Linked DNA regions of Gossypium hirsutum: region 2 is linked to region 1. The links are chromatin contacts, called in public Hi-C maps. All regions are on one chromosome and are shown on one strand. Each heading gives the region's core, a stretch centred on a gene start, on an enhancer-like site or on the middle of the called end of the contact. The rest is flanking DNA. Distances are from core to core; before and after follow the strand shown. Region 1 has its middle 8.4 kb from the start of LOC121217575. Region 2 holds the start of LOC107951804 (lysM domain receptor-like kinase 3).

Evidence for each region. Hi-C and Micro-C count contacts between places; a contact is called where the count stands out from the background.
Region 2: a contact with region 1 is called in a Hi-C map of hypocotyl, with 4 times the contacts expected there. The contact joins the promoter of LOC107951804 here to the enhancer-like site in region 1. A contact is called at or near these places in 2 of 34 Hi-C or Micro-C datasets (hypocotyl and leaf).

The regions. Positions count from the first base shown.
Region 1 is chrA02:83,178,313-83,184,521 of Gossypium_hirsutum_v2.1, reverse strand. No RefSeq gene overlaps it. Among protein-coding and RNA genes, the nearest start is that of LOC121217575, 8.4 kb to the right of the region's middle. Within about 2 kb of position 3,136, at least 6 of the 9 cell types and tissues checked have an H3K27ac peak or open chromatin away from gene starts, as enhancers often do. A contact at or near this core is called in hypocotyl and leaf, where this site is marked.
Region 2 is chrA02:83,525,402-83,531,610 of Gossypium_hirsutum_v2.1, reverse strand. It overlaps LOC107951804 (lysM domain receptor-like kinase 3), which reads right to left and starts at 2,610. Exons shown (of 11, transcript XM_041084987.1): 1 at 1,367-2,610; 2 at 665-742; 3 at 1-140. The coding sequence starts at 1,982.

The DNA.
Region 1 (6,209 bases), core at 1,887-4,386:
AAAATCTTTCAAGCAAGTATAGAAAATCACATACCTTAGGATTATTGCTTCAACAAGGACGTTATACATCTAGATTGCTTGTTTTCCAACATAATATTGAATACTATAAGGCAAGCTCGTGCTGATAGCATGTTATAAAATAATAATAATGTAAAGAACACAATAATAATAGCTGAAAATAAAGGGACATTTCTATTGCATTTCTCTTCTTTTCCATCATCATTACAAGTAGTATACTATATATATAGGGAGATTAGACTCCTCATTTTATAATACATAAATAGGAAAGGGCTTACAAAAAGGTGAAAGGTGAAAGGTGAAAGGTTAATTATAATGAACATCGACTTAATCTCATTCATAACACAAAACACTTTTTTAACATAAATGATGACTAAAACATCAACTTTTAACGTTGTTGGCTTGACAACTTGTTTGTTAGTCTATGTGCACATAATGCTAACCTAACATAATTTGTCTTATATGTTACGTTGACAAATAATTTAAAAACTATAAAAATAAAAAATCAAATTAAAAATTTAAAAAATTTAAAAAGTTCATAAAAAAAACTAGCTTGGAGTACACGTGGACTGTCATACAGGTCAACTTGTTTAAAATTGATCATTTTAATTATTATTCTCGTTAAAAAAACATCATTTCCACTCTTTTTTAAAAGGTTGATGGTCAAATTTGATTTATTTATTTTTAAGTTGAGAGCCAAATTTAGCTCAAAAAGAGAATAAGGACCAAATTGATAAAAGATATAAACGTCAAGGACTAAATTTAACATTATGCCATATTTTTTTAACTCAAAATATTTTTTTTATTAGGGGTTATTTAAAAAAAGTATTCAAGTATTAAAGAGATTATCCATATAAGCATCTACATATGTTATAATATATATATATATATGTATGAATTAATATTTAATGCACTACTATCAATGTATAGGTTTAATGCATCATCACTTATATTTATATTAGATTTCAATTGTTTTTCTTGATGATATATGCCTTTTCCTCAAATTTCATTAAACTATATTAAGCATTATCATCCCCGACACTGTTTTCTGTATTATAGACGGTGATGTTTTGAAACCACTTATATCCCAGTTTTAGGTATCCCAGTTGACCAAAGCACCATTGTTTTAAGCTTTAGAATTCGAACCTTCTTTATTTTTCTCAAAGCAGGACAAATTTTTATACATGAATGCGTGGATATGTTGTTTTAATGACATTTCTTTAGGTTTAATCATATGTGTCTATTTATTTTAAGGTTTGATATCAGTTTTATTTAGATCAGAGACAATATACAAATAAATTTCTCTCAATAATGACGACTTCAAAATTCGAACTTAGTCTGAGAAGAAATTCATTTACATTTCTTTGAACTATTGTAGCCTTCCCAACAATAAAAATTTTAGAAATTTTAGTTAATAACACTTCAAATATAAGATGAAAATAATTATATTTTACAAATACTCAAGAGAGAAATATATATATTCGTATCTAACATTCATATTTTTTTCTTTTTCGTTCAATCAAGGTAATATATATATAAACCAACATTCAAATGCCTAGTGAGAGGAGCAGGCATGGACCTTAGTCAAATGATCAAATTGCTATATAAGGCCTTTTAATAAGTAAAATCTTAAATTCAAGCCTTTAGTTAAATGGAAAAATTCAAAATTTTGCCCCTCTATAAAATAAAAAATTTAATTTAAGTATTTTTAACACAATATATTTAACTTTGACCCTCCCAATATTTTACAAATTTATTTTGACCCCTAAACAAAATTTCAAACTTCAACCCTCCAACATTCATATATACTTAACTCCAAAGAACATAGCCTGTATTGTTCATCTAAGAAGTGATGATTGTAAGACCAATCATCAGCTCTTTTAAAGCCTTTCTGATTACTATAGATCTGTTGTATTCTAATTTGCACAAAGTGATCATTGTAATACACTAATCCTTAGTTACTTCCAATTTTTAACCGTATCATCTTTATATCTACTTGTTTTGAAGATGAAGATCAAGAAAGCTTTCCCTGAATATATATATATATATATGCTTTCTTTATCTTCATCTTCAAAACATCGTATGGTGTTATGATATCTTATTATAATTTATCTTCGGGTATCAGTGCACCAAGAATGTTAATATGCTATATATATTCTGAAGACAACAAGGTCATTGGAATATTTTTAACTATAATTTAAGGAAAGATAACATATGTCAGTTTGATCTAAAAGCCCTAAACAGATGAAAAGTTGTTACGTTGTAGATGAGATAGAGGGGGCCGACTGCAACTTGTTTTGGCTGCCAAACACAAGGCTGGCATAGAATTTCTCGAGACTTTTTTTGAAATGGTGGGCTTTGGAAGAGTATACAATTTATGGGTATCCCCCATTAATCCACCCCCATACCTTTTACATGCTTTCATTTTCTTCTTGTAACGAGTTTCTTTCTTTGCAAAATCTTGTATGTTTTTAACACTTGTCAGACATGTGAACGACTGAGACTTTCCCTCGAAATACTTTGAAAGTCCTCTCCTGCAACCAATCACTCAAGGTTAAGAAACTTTGAAATCTTCCCATTATTCTTCATGTTATATATAGATATGTAAATTTACTAACTTGATAGGAAGTTGAGCCATGAGTTGTGATAATTCATATAAAGGTCCTTTACAATTGGTGGACAAAATTGAAGTTGATGAAGAAGATGCATCATCTACCAGGTCTGAGGATGAAGATCAAGTTCTTGAATAGTCTTCCATGGATGATTTAGAAGTTGCAGTTTGATCACCATTTTCCATGTTCATCAACTCATCATCATCATAACCTGGAGAGTAGTCAAACATTTCTTTCTGATCATCTTCTTCACCATTTCTCATGACTACAGAAACAAGCATGAAGCGTAGAACTGAACAAGATTTAGATTTATATAATACCCAGGAAAAAGAACTTCAAATATATATATGTATATAAAAGAATAAATGGATTAGGCTTTTTTGAGGATAATGATTCCATGACAGCCAATACATCAATTCATTAATTAACTATTGGAATTAAAGATAAACTTTTGAAAAGAAGAGAAATAAATAATGTAAAGTGGGTTGGATGAAAATTGGGATGCACCTGGCTAGCTAGTTTGCTTAGATAGGTCATTGTCAAAATGTAATGCTGGCATATCCATACATTCGGCATTATCTTGTTATTTTATTTTTAAAAATTTTATCTGAATTTTAAATTAAATTTGAAAAAATAATAAAAAGAGGATAAGTTCGTCACCTTTCAATTTTAGAGCCCACTCAAAACCATTAACCACACACAATTTTATTTATTTTCAATTTATTCTCTCCATTTTATTATTAAAATCATGTCAACTTCAACCTCAATTATAATTATAGCATGCCCTAAAATAGCCTACAGCATTTCACCACAAAACCCCGTATTTGGATTACATTTTAGTGTTTTTTTTTTCTAATTAAAAACATACTAAATTAGTTAGACGAGAGAGTAAAACAATTTTTTCATTAAAACTTCACCGTTGAATATTTATTTTAATTTTTATATATAGTATATATAGCACACCAAACCCTATAATGACGAAAGAAGGATGTAACATTCCAAAATTTTTAGTTGGACACATGGTACTATTCCGATCAGTGAGAAATTTGAAAAATAAGTTGGATAAATGAATCTTAAAGAATCAAAGTTAATAATTGAGATGGATTTAACAAAAAGAAATTTAGAAGCGGAAATGTGATAAAAGGACTAAATCATAAATTTTGAAAATTTCAAGAACTAAAATGCAAAGTTAGCCAAAAAGGAAAATACAAGTTTTTATTGCCTATTTGAAATAAGGATAAATGGAATATGAATTACTTTGGTGAAAATCACTTTTGGGATTAAATTGAAAAGATTTGAAAGTACAAGGACTAAATTAAAAGTTTCCAAAATTCAGGGGCAAAACTATAACTCCAATCACACAAGGATTTATATTAAGATTTATATATGAATTAAGAAATTGGATTGGTCTAAGTGCCGAATTTTGAGAAGAAATTCTGAGAAAGGGTTAAAAGGGACAATGATGCGTGATATTCGTAACATGTTTTAAAGATTTATAAATAAAACGTTCTTGAGACTACTTATTATCACAATTGAGGCAAGTGTACCTATCAAACAGTAGTATAGTTCAGCAAGACCGGATTGTAGAACCCAAATGAACTACGAGTACTAGTATTTACTTCCTTTTTATTATCTTGCCTAAAATTTAATTAAGAGGTTTGGTTGTCTAAACTAATTACTAACTAAGAAAAACTTGGGAAAATACTTTTGGGGAAAATTTGATTGATTGAGACAATACCTAAGGACAAATCCACCTAGACTTGACTTGTTATTTGACTCTGAATTAGACAATTTATTAATTTGATTTGATCTGTAAAAATCCCTAAGTTATATTATTATCTCTCTCGAGATTAATAACGTCTAACCCTAAGTTGAATAATTGAAATCTCTTTCTAATTAACACCCTAGAATTGCATTAACTCGATCTATGGATTCCCTTATTAGGTTTCACCCTAATCCGAAAAAATCTTGTCACCCTATCTCTAGGCACGCAATAAACTCCGCTTAATTATGACAAATTTACTCTTAGATAAGGTTTATTCCTCCTCTAAATAAGAGCTTAACTTGAATCAATATCCTGGAATATCAAAACAAGAATTAAGAACACATAATTAAGAACAAGTTAAATATTTATCATACAATTCAGATAATAATAACAAGATCTGTCATAAGTTTCATTCCCCTTAGGTATTTAGGGGTTTAGTTCATACTTATGAGGGAAAACATCTCAAAAATATAAAAATAACAAAACATAAGAAAACCCAAAACTCCTGAAGGAACTTAGAGGGAGATCTCTAGTCTTGATGATGAATCCGGCTCTTGAGATGGATTAATCAGCTTCCCTTGAGTAATTCCTTGCTTTCTACCCTGCGTCCCCCCTCTTCTCCTCTTCTAGGGTGTATTCATAGGCTTTGGAATGCCTAAGAGCCCTCAAAAGTGGCCTTTTCTGAATAGGACTCTGCTTGGGCTCGGTAGGGACATGCCCGTGTGACACACCTGTGTGCAATTACTTCAGGCCATGGTCTAGGCTGTTAAATAGGCATGGGCGTGTGGTCTACCAGTGTGAGTCGTGCTTCAATTCTGCCAAATTGACACGGCTGTGTGGTCTACCAGTGTGAGGAAGCTCAGGCCGTATTGATTTCGTACATTGGCCTATTTTCTCCATTTTTGGCCCGTTTCTCGTTCCTTTCACTCTCCTATGCTCACCTAAGTATAAAACATGAAATTAAGGCATTAGGAGCATCGAATTCACCAAATTTAAGGATAAATCATCCATAAAATGTGCTAAGCATGGGATAGAAATATATATGAATTACGGTTTATCAAATACCCCCACACTTAAGCATTTTCTTGTCCTCAAGCAAAATCCTCAGCTCATAATTAAAATAAATTCTTCTCAACTTATAATTCTTATCAATAATATCTCAAACTAATCCATAGGTAATCATACATTGAAAATTCAACTGAAAGAACATCAAAGTTTCAAACATTCCAAGTTGAGCATCTTATCATGAAAACATAGGTGTCTCCCTTCATCTAAGTAATTACCTTTGATTCAAAATATCACAAAGTTTCACATCCTCACTAAAGATACACTCAAATCACTCGAAGTGTTTAAGGACAATAAATGAAGCACTCAATAGTTAATAATGAAAATTCGTTACCATAGGCTTGCATGAAAATCAAATCTCAACCACTATAAATTGAGATGAAACATCAATCAAAAAGGTCTTTAGAGGGTTGTAACGTGGCTTTGGTTAGAGGGTGTGGTCACAAACTGAAAGAAAGGATTAGAATCGAGATTGAATTGAAAAATTGCCTAACTAGAAAAATGACTAGTCATCAATTGCGTACAACAGAGCTTTTTCTCAGAATATGGAATTTAACTTCTTTAGCTCAGAAGATCGCTACTACTAATATGTATACAAGTAATTTTTTTTAAGAACAAGTCAAATTACAAAATAAAATAAAACATAGCTAAACAACTATTCCAACTCAAATCTCGACAAAAATAGGGATCAAATTAATTTAGGGGATTTCAACAATAATGAGTTATGGGTTAATATTGAGGGTAAATCA
Region 2 (6,209 bases), core at 1,361-3,860, 350 kb before region 1:
TCCTCGAGCTTCAACAAAGCAGCTCGATGATCTCAAGGAAACACAAACAACTATGCTTAATATAATGAGAGCAAGGCCAACACCCAACGCCCCGATGATCCATCGATATGGCACGTGAGCCTTAGGACTTACTTGAATTTCTGCACAAAAGTTAAAAATATACTACATTATATTTCTTGCACAATATCAAGCGAACTATTACTTACATTCCCCCCTCACCAAGGAGTGTTTACCAGACATTACTATAATTCACGCAACCAAACAGAACAGAGGTAACATTATAACACACAAGAAAAACATAACAGCCAAAATTTTTTTTTTTTTTTGAGAAAGAAGCGGCACTAGCAATTCAGAACTTAAACAGAGCTAGAATCCATATCTTGTTATGTAAAACTTAAAATTTTCAATTTTGACATACATCACACTGTGAAGCATGTCGTTTATTTATAGTTGTCAGCTGGTAGTTGGCATTGTACAGCTGACTTCGTTTTGCTTGTTGTACCCATCGAACATGGATGTGGGGATATGACCCGCTAAAGACACATAATAACATGGAAAAATTTAGCATGCCCATGTCAGACACATACATACCCATATTCAACACTCACACTTCAGTCCAAGTAACATGGCTTTACTTCCTTCACTTAGATTTACCAATTCATACCTGAAATTGCATCAGCTGACGGTGCAGGAACAGGTGCTGGGGGGATCTCATTCTCCACATGATACGGTTCACCAGGAACTGCAATATATATAAGCAAGCTATAGTCTAAAACTTTCTGCTATAAGAGGAGAACTAAACAGTAAGTAAATCCAACAAAATTAACAAGAGAAATGTCTATTCTCGGTACGCATTGCCAGTTGCAAACAACACACAAGGCATAATGAAAAAACACCAATTAATAGCCCTGTAATTCAAGGAAATAGATCATAAAGCAAAGACATTTGTCAATTCTAATCACAGCTATAAAACAAGAATATGCATGAACTCATTATTGCTTGCATTAATATGATATTGTTTGCATATCCGAAATCCATGACATTAGCACCTTCCCTCAAAGTTCACATTATGACTTCAGATAGAAACCAAGTAGGCTCCAGTTCCAAGTCCTTAGTATACCTAATTATAAACTATGGGCAAAAATCTTATTTTACCAACTTTGTTAACTCCTGTATTTGCAAAACTTAAAGAGTTCTCAGAAACTATGCAATTATCATCAAAATCATAAATGCCCATCTCTTGAAAAGCAACTCAATATGGATATATCCAAACAAATAGCATTCCTCATGCAAATTCCTAAGAAACCACACACAGAAAATGGTAAAAAGAATAAACAGAAAAAATTAAATGATTTTTTAGGCAAACCTGAATTCAAGGGAATATAGTACAAAGCACCAACAGTGACATTATCAGGATTTGAAATCCCATTAACTTGCTCAATACTATCCATGCTAACCCCAAATCTACTAGCTAAAGATTGCACACTGTCCCCATCTTTCATCACATAACTCATCAAGTAGTTCCACAAACTACTTGAACACCCACAAAACAGCCTCAAAGACACCACAGCTCCAATCCTTGCCGGCCTGCTAACATTTGGAACCATTGCAAGCCTATCATAAGCCTCTAAAATCATGTCATAAACATACCCTTGATTTGATCTCACTGTAAAGGTTGTGTTTGTTGCATAATTCTTGGAGGATGTCAAGCAAGAACAGTTCTTTTTTATGAATATGTAGCCATGGCTGTCCTCTCCTTCAACTGTAATGTCTTGTGGTATCACATCAAACATGCTCTGGATCACTGCTAGACTTTGGTTTCCCTGCGGCTTAAAAGCCAAAAAAGATGTGCATAATCTTGATGTGTCCGTACAATTCATGGGTATTGTAGCAGAAGAAGAATCCAAGGCATTGAGGGTTTGAACAATAAGAAGAAAGATTAATGGTAGAAGAATCACAAATTGTGAAACCTTAGGATCCATTTTTCTTGTTTCTAACAAAAAAAAAAAAAAAGAAAAGATTGAAACTTTGAGCTAAAATTAAGTGCAAAAAATAGATAAAAATAGAGTTTGATCAAACAACTCGGCCTAAAAGGGTTAACACAAAAAAAGTTTAGGACTAGATAGAGAGAAAACTAGATCAAACATAAATTAGACTTGATAAAAGTTTGAGCAAGGTTTAGCTTTTGCTGTAAATGATGAGCAAGAAGTATGAATCTAAAACAAAATCAGACAAAGAGAAGCAAAGGGTCAGTGAAGAAACTAGAGCTAAGTTCACGAAAATCCTGGCTTTTACTATTTCTTTTCCTTGAAGAGGTTAAAGAAAATGGTAGATTTAGATAGATGGTAGTAAAAAAAGAAGATCAAAGAAAATATATTGGAAGATTAGAGGGAAGATGAAAGTGAGATTTTTGCTAAGCAAAAATGGAAGGTGGGGATTTAAGCTTCAAATTTTAAGGAGGTTTGAAGGACACAAGTAGAAAGGAATGAGATGACTCTAAACAGAGCATGTTCGACTGTTTTTATTTTTCTTTTTCTTTTTTCCCTCTGTTGCGGTTGGTAACTCTTAATTCAGTCCTTCACTGTAAAAAGGGAAAGGGAGTCTCAAATACATACAAACAGGAAGCCATCCCCATCCACTTTCATAGCTATTTGCTGCCCCGCCCTGCCCCGCCCTGCCCTGCCCACCTTTCCTTGAATATTTTCGTTTTTTTTTTATTTCTAACAAAGTTTGTCCATTTTAATAAAGTTTAATTATAAAAAATTATAAGTTATTAAAATAATAAAATTATATTTTTTATTATCGTAAAAATATATTATTAAAATTGAATCTTTCTCAAAATTTCAGACTTTGCTCCGGCACACATACATATATTTATATGAATAGAAGATTAATACAATACTCATGATATGTGTTAATTCTTCGATTATATTGATGAAGTTAATTGTTTAATATATTTGTGTTTTATGTTTAAAATTTATTATGATTAAAATTTTAATAATTTATAATAATTTCATTTACATATGAAAATTTATTCTAATAACTGAATTAATGCTTAATTATCTTACTATACCAAGTCAATAAAAAATAAAAATATAAACTAAATCAAATTTATATATTTTAAAAATGAGGATAATATAAAATGCAGTAAAATTTCGAAAAAAATACTTAAATTTCTATGATTCAACTAAAAAGAATAAAAAGTATTTATTAAATTTATTGTCAAATCAACTGAATTTCTTTCATTCAAAGTGCATTTTGCAATTGTCTGCGGAATACTTCAGAAATGGTATTAAAAAATGTAGTACTTTCACTAAATATTTTTAAACCCACTTTTATTCTAAATTAATTTTTAAATTTTAAATTATTCTAATGAAATTCTTAAAGCATCTCGGTTATATTAGTTAGATTCTTTTATTATTAAAATCGTTAATTTAACTATTAAATTATATATTAAATTTTATGTAATATTATTTTAAATAAAATATTATAAAAAAAATATTTTAAAAATCTAATCTTAAAAATTTTCGAATCTTTTATAAAACTTTTATCTTACATTTCTTTTTTTATTATTTACAAGAGACAAATATGATATAACAAAATACATAAATCTCTCTCCCACACAAGAAACACTCAAAAGGATTGGAAGGGTAAATTGGGAAATAAAATTCACGGGGGCATTGAGTGTTGGGAAAAGGATTGGCACAAGTTGTGAAGAGCTGGAATTGAGAAAGATAGTTGGTTGGGCCCCGCAATTAGGCGCCATTTTTATAAGATTGATCGCCGATCATTTCCCAAACTAATCGCCTTACTTACCTCACTTATCCACACTTTCACGTTGTCGAAGTCAATCGTTGCACGTTTCAAACACCTTCGCTTGTAAGGTTTGACTCAATTTGACCATTAATTTGCTATCCTTTCGAATGATTAATATAACCTTCCATTATAATATATTGTTGGTATCATCTATATTCTATATTATAGATAATAAGGTGCTTAAATTCTAATTGTTTAAAAATAAATATTGTCTATTATTTAAATTTCAAAATTAATATTTTCTAAATTGACTTTAATTAAATTTATTTATTATCTTTTAAAGAAGGATAAAAATTGGACATTTGAATATATTTCTAAAGAAGAAAATATAGAAAGAGATCGAACGAGCGACATTTACTTACAATTAATGGTTGTATTTTTTTTTTTAAAGTTTGGTGATAAAACCTTTGAATTTGTTTGACTTCTTTTACCCTCCAATTGCTTAACAAAGATTTTATAATTGAAGTGGGATATTAGTTTTAAAAAGAAATTAAAAAGACCTTTGGCTTCAACTCGATTTTTTGAAGGGAGTGGAATAATCGGGGAGTAAGGTTTGACTTGGTAGGCCCGCACGTGGACAAGCGACAACTGTAAACCCATAATTAACACAAGAAAAAGATAATAATAGTAATAATATAAGGTGGGAGAGACAGAGAGACGTAACCTGGAGCAAACGCCAAAAGATCCCCCACACACAGCCATAAATTAACTTGTTTTCATTTATTAAACTAAGATCCTTTCCTTTTTTGTTTTATTTCTCCAATATTATAAAAATGTATAATGATTTATTTAATTTTTTAATTTTATAAAAAATTTATTTTAACTCTCTATTTTTTTTATCTCTTTTAACTCTTAAACTTGCATTATTCGTCAAATTAATCTAAAATATATTAAAAAATTAACATCAGTTAACTTTACTGACGTGACATACATATACACGTGGCATAACTAGTGTTAACATACATCAACTTTTTTATTCAGTTTGAAGTGATTTAATAAACAACTAAAATTTAAGGACTAAAAGAGACAAAATTAAACAAATGATTAAAATTACATTTTTTTCTTAAGTTGAAAGGTAAAATAAGTCATTATACCTTACAAAAAAAAAAACTTTTGTTGATACAAGATATGATGTTGGAGGTGATTCGCACAATGTGTTGAAAATCACTAGCGTTGATTTAGGAGTATTTAGAGAATTGTTATCAGATTTAGGCAAAAACATCGATAATACAATGGAAAATTTGGCTTTCTTAGTGATGGAGGGAATTTAAATAGAATATGAGCTTAGTGTGAACTCTTTTAGACAAGTATCTTATTGTGTAGAGTTTGTAATAAGGTTATTAAAAATTTCACTAGGATGTGATGGGATTCGATCGAAGAGTTGATAGTTGACCGTCGCCAAATGTGAGAATGTTTGGATTGGAATTACTACAAAAAAAAAAAGATATGTAATAAAGCAATGGTGTTCGCAAGTATACGACGTCAAATTATAATATAGTTTGTTTGTAACAAAACACTTGATAAGTATTTCGATGATCGTACTCAAGGAATTGCTAATTGGAGAAACTCACTATTAAATTAATTATAGAAAGTATATACTAATCTAGTCGAGTTTCGAATTAGTAGTGCAAATCCAAAACGATAATAGAATTAATTAATTACTTTAACCTAAACTAAAACTAACCCTAGACTAAAATTACTGAAAAGAAATTAACAATCAACAAAATCTCGAATACGAGATAGAGTATTAACTCGCTTTAGTGGTTGTAATTAACTTCATAACTCGGGTTTTAGTGAATTAGCTAATAACTAACCAATTATTACCTCTTGACCTCTAACTAATTAATTAATCGATAAATATTCACTTATCTCTCTACCTCGCTTTCTAAATCAGGATAAATTATAATTTACTCAGTAAACTTATCTCCCGACTTCGTTTTACCTAGATGACTTCCTAAGGGCATCAATCCTAGGATTTAAGTATATATAATTTAAATCAACTAATTCTATGGGGAACCCTCGTTCTTCTGTTAATTACTATTACATCTGCTCGTTAACCTTCTTAAAGGATTTAGCTAGCATGAATCTAAATACTATTTTCCCTAGAAATAATTTAATCATGCAAAACATACAAATTAAATTAAAACAAAGAAAGATAGAAATTGATCTGTTTGATAAGTTGGATGTGCTCGGTTCCTTAAATTCCTTTAATAGCTAGTGAGATATCGATGTTGACAAATGAGAAGTGAAAGAAAAATACTAAAACACTTAATAAAAAAGGCTTGGACTCAAATCAAATCCAAGTTAGAACAAGAAATAAAAACTGTTTGGAAAAGAAAATAAAGACCTAATTAAAATCCTAATTACAACTAAGTCTACTAACTAAAACCTTA